Linked DNA regions of Gossypium hirsutum: region 2 is linked to region 1. The links are chromatin contacts, called in public Hi-C maps. All regions are on one chromosome and are shown on one strand. The core of a region is the stretch at or near the end of the contact, and the rest is flanking DNA. Distances in the headings are between cores, read along the strand shown.

The links. A called contact is a pair of places that touch in the nucleus more often than the background predicts.
Region 2: a contact with region 1 is called in a Hi-C map of leaf, with 1.6 times the contacts expected there. The contact joins the promoter of LOC107915329 here to the promoter of LOC121220260 in region 1. A contact is called at or near these places in 2 of 34 Hi-C or Micro-C datasets (callus and leaf).

Annotation. Positions count from the first base shown.
Region 1 is chrD08:9,242,159-9,244,697 of Gossypium_hirsutum_v2.1, reverse strand. It overlaps LOC121220260, which reads right to left and starts at 1,276. Exons shown (of 2, transcript XM_041099804.1): 1 at 1,079-1,276; 2 at 1-531. LOC107915283 (a long non-coding RNA gene) reads left to right here and starts at 2,497. Exons shown (of 4, transcript XR_001689245.2): 1 at 2,497-2,539.
Region 2 is chrD08:9,378,153-9,380,691 of Gossypium_hirsutum_v2.1, reverse strand. LOC107915329 (pentatricopeptide repeat-containing protein At3g63370, chloroplastic) reads left to right here and starts at 1,266. Exons shown (of 1, transcript XM_016844496.2): 1 at 1,266-2,539. The coding sequence starts at 1,304. It overlaps TRNAK-UUU (transfer RNA lysine (anticodon UUU)), which reads right to left and starts at 1,174; the gene lies at 1,102-1,174.

The DNA of each region.
Region 1 (2,539 bases), core at 27-2,526:
AGAAAACTCAGTACAGCTGAGGGAAGAAGAGAGGTAGCAGCTATTGCTAAAAAGTGATATCATGCCTCACCTGGTAATACCTACCCTTATTTATACAACAATACCCAATGTCATTCATCCGAATGGTACCTAAATTGTGGCTAGCCCACCAAGTATCCACGAAGGACCACAGGTGTCCTTTTCTCCCGTTGGGGTCTGTTACTTCCTAACGGTTTGCCAGGTGGATCTTCATTGTTGCTTGTGCTTGGCATAGGGGCAGGGTTAAGGTCCATTACACAATTCTTCCGGTTTACATATGGAGGCAATGGTCTAACGTCCTTCCCTTTCACCGTCTCCACCACCCGTCTGCCTTCACAGTCTGTAAACAGTTTGTACCTAACAATATAGTAGTCACCATCTGCTGAAAGAATATTACCAGTAAACCAGGAACCACATGGATCATCTTCTCTTCTCAAAACCTCCACCAAGTTCCCTTTTCTGAACTTCATTTTTCTTTTGAACTCTTATTATGCTTGATCCTGAAAAACAAGACTTAAATATAAAACAAAGTTAATACCACTATGATATTGTGATTGCTAAAAGAGATCTAAGAGTGATCCTGAGTCGAGTGGAAAGGAGCTCAATGCCAAGCAAAATTTTGAGATCGAATCTTGTGGATGGAAAGAAAACAGTGGAGAGAGTTTTATCCCGTTTTGGGGGTCTAATTCCCAAAACATTCAATTGCAAAATATGAAAATTGTAATCTTCAAGAACTCCATGAAACTAGCTTATATAGAGATATAATCAAAGCTAATTAGAAAAAATAAGATTGATGCTACAAACAGGGAACATTCTGCAAACCAAACTCATATGAACTCATTCAGCCAACAGTTTTCAAAAACATCAATCAACCCATGGTTTTGCAATCCTCAAAAACACCCAGAAAAAAGGAAACTGAAATAATTAAAAGAACTAGCACTTACCCAGAGTTGAACATCCTAAAATTATGAACTATAATAAATAAATAAAAAACAAAATTAGAAATTGAAAAGGAGTTCCAATTCAATTGAAAACTTTTAATTAATTGAATGGGACTGACCTGAGAGTAAAAGTGAAGAAATGAAAACGAACAGGACGCAGTTTAGTTGCGATCATGACCACATCCTTACGCAAAATTGGTTTATCTTGCGCTCTCTTTTGATTATTATTTAAGTAAAAAAAAAACCTACTAATCAAAGATCAACTCATTTTTGAAGAAAAAAATGATGGGGATAATTCATAGTTTTAGACAAAATCTTTGCCGTGTCGGACCATAGATTTCATTACAACCTCAGAATGGACGTGCCTTATGAGACCATTAAAAAAACAGGTCTTTAATTCCTGTACAAAATCATGATTAAGCATAAATTCCATCATGATTATTTGGACTTTGATTATATTATATTTTTAAAAAATCATTGTTATTTGAAATTAATGCTACATTGACAGCAATAAACTAGCTTCTCCTCTTTAAACTTAGAAATAGTTTATAGTTGAAAATTACTTCAAAGCTTGACAAAAAGGTCATTTCCCATAAGGGCATTTTGGACTTTGTTGCATATGTATGACGTAAAATAACAAATGCCCTTATCATATCTTTTCCATGGTTTTGAAGATTTTCAAATTCCATCCCCTAAATAAAAATTTTACTTGTGCTCGTAAGTAGGGCTAAATATCTAATTAAAAAAAATTTAAAAATTATTTTTAATCCGGTTTAATTTTATTAAATTTGGATTATTATAATTTAAATATATTTGAACCGATTTTCGGTTTACAAAATAAAAAAATGATATAATAATAAATTTAGTTATTAATGTTTATATGTTTTTTAAGTGACTCTTACTTTTTAAAAGCTAAATTTAGCCATCAACATTTCAACATTTCAAAAAGAGTCGTATCATTTTTTTTCTAAAGGAAATGATGATTAAAACATTAAATTTTAACATTGTTGGCGTGATAACTTACATGTCGACCTGTTCATGGGCTAGGCCACCTAGCCCAGCTTGAAGGCCCGCTCAAAAAATGAGAGGATTTCGGGCCTTGGGTAAAGCTTTTTTGGCTTGAGCCCGGCCTGAATATGCAAAAGAAAAAAAAATTGCAATTATTATTTTTTATTTTTATTGTTTTGTTGTTATTTTATTGTTGGCTTTTTCACTATTTTGTTACTATTTTACAATTATGTTGCTGCTATTTTGTTGTTATTATTTAGATATTGTATAACTTTTATTTTATTGTTAAATTTATTACTATTTTAGAGACATTTGCTTGTTAAGTTGCACATATCTTTTTTTTTTGAAAAATCAGACTGATATATTAATGAAAAAAAAATAAAAATGGGCTAATAAATCCACAAGCCCACCAAAAAATAAATACAAAACCCAACAGTGGCAAAAACTTAAAATTATTACCAAAGAAATAGACGAATTAAAACTAAACAGAAAATTAAAATAAACTTCTAATCTGATAACAGTTGGAATCCAATCAGCATTACCATAATTATTGCACCGATTTCCAAAATCCC
Region 2 (2,539 bases), core at 17-2,516, 140 kb before region 1:
GTATATTAGTGAAAGAAACTATGTGAATAAATATTATTAAAATATTATTTGAATTGTATATATATCAAAATGGTAAGATTGAATCTAGTTAAGTACTTACTAGCTATTCATGTAGCTTAACGCATTTGTTTTAAATGCATAGGTGATAGATAAGTTTTGAAAAGAGTTGAGGATTGCTACTTCAGTTCGAATCACATCAGTCCTCAGGCTTCAAGCTCAAGGCATTTGGTATATATATTTTGGGTTTTAGTTTAGCATGTACTAAGGTTTATTAGTAAAAAAAAAGTGAATTATGTATGAATAATAATGTTTTGTTCTATAAGTTACCTTGATTGTAATGAAACAAGAATATGTTTAAGTGGTGAGTTTAATGTTTAAATGTAACATCTTTTACTTGGATTGGGTGAGGGGTGTTACAAACTAAATTGACAAGTTTTGTAAATTTGAGACTAAATTTATTGAATTTTTAGACTTTGAACTAAAATGACAAATTTTTGTAAACATTGAAGACTATTTGTTGAGTTTTTTAGATTTATGATCAAGTTGATAGAATGTGTAAAAATTGTAAGGCTAAATTTGTTATTAGGCCAATAAAAATGGCCCACATTAGTTCTTCATCACTCGTTTAATAACGACATCTAATTGGAGAGTGATTAAAATATTTAATTTCGAAAAGTTGAGTGGTTAAATAAAAATAATAATAGTAGAGTGGCTAAAATAGAACTAAAGATATAGTTGGATGGCTATTCTTGTAGTTTACCTTAATACTTTAAAAGAAAATATTTAATACACTAGTAGTGGAGTTTTTAGACTCCACAGTAGGATTAAGGAGTTGAGAGGTATCCTATAAAGTATAGTGAAATATTAAAAATATATATTTAAAAAGAAACACATAATAACTTTTTAAAACTATTTATAAAATAAAAAAATGCACAACCAATATATCAAATATTAACCTTTTAACTTTAAACATAAAAGAAAAAAAAACCGTCAAAAGAATGTTCTATTTTTCCTTTTTCTCTTCTCTCTCTTCTCCACGTGACCAGATCTTAAAAGACAACAAGAAAATTTAAAATTGAGCTAATGAAATTATCAACAAAACGCCGTCTGTGGGAATCGAACCCACGACCACGTGGTTAAAAGCCACGCGCTCTACCGGCTGAGCTAAGACGGCTTGTGATTTTGACAATTATTATTTATTATATTAATCAATTGAAAATGTTTTTCCATAACAATACCATTGATCATGCGACTGCAGTCTTATCCTACACTGAGCGTCGTCCTCTCCTGCGCTTTCCCTCTAATGCCCGCTTCTTTGGCTCATCTGCACACTAATAATTGCTCTTCAATTTTCGCTCACCCCCCTATGTTAATCCAAACACAAATAAACCCTACTCTCAAAATCCCATCTTTTTCTCGTAAACCCATCCAAACCCATACTTTAAAGGATATTTGCCTTCGAGGAAACCTCAAGGAAGCATTTCAATCGCTCCCAGTTTCATCCAATGATCACCCGGACGAGACTTATGCCCCGGTTCTTGAAGTTTGTGCTCAAAAGAAAGCTCTTTCTCAAGGGCTACAAATTCACGCCCACATGATAAAGTCTTGTTCCGTCTCTGAATCCGTGTTTTTAGCTACTAAGCTTGTGTTTATGTATGGGAAATGCGGGTCAGTTCGGAATGCCGAGAAAGTGTTTGATCAAATGGGTCAACGAAGTATTTTTACTTGGAATGCTATGATTGGAGCTTATGTTTCAAATGGGAAACCTTTTGAAGTTCTTCAAACCTATAAAGAAATGCGGGTTTTGGGAGTTTCTCTTGATGCTTATAGTTTTCCTTCTCTGCTTAAAGCTAGTGGTTTGCTAAAAAATCTCTATTTAGGGTCTGAAATTCATGGTCTGGCTGTCAAGTTTGGGTATGATTCTACTGTTTGTGTTGTCAATTCTTTAGTTGCTATGTATGCCAAATGTGATGATCTTTTTGGAGCAAGGAGATTATTCGGGAGAATAGACCAAAAAGACGATGTAGTTTCATGGAATTCTATAATTTCAGCATATTCTTCAAATGGAAGATCTATGGAAGCATTGGAACTTTTCAGGGAAATGCAAAAGGCTGGTCTTGACTCTAATACTTACACTGTTGTTGCTTGTCTTCAGGCTTGTGAAGATTATTCCTTTAGGAAATTAGGTAAGGAGATACATGCTGCTGTGTTGAAATCAGCTCAGCTTCTTGATGCTTATGTTGCTGGTGCTTTGGTTGCTATGTATGTCAGGTGTTGTAAGATGAGTGAGGCTGTAAGAACTTTTAACAAATTGGAAGAAAAGGATAAAGTAGCCTGGAATTCTGTGCTTACTGGGTTTATCCAAAATGGTATGTGCAGTGAAGCTTTGCATTTCTTCCATGATTTTCAGAATGCTGGTGAAAAACCTGACCAGGTTACAGTAATAAGCATCCTGGTAGCTTGTGGGCGATTGGGTTACCTATTGAATGGTATGGAATTGCATGCTTATGCAATAAAAAATGGATTTGATTTAGATTTG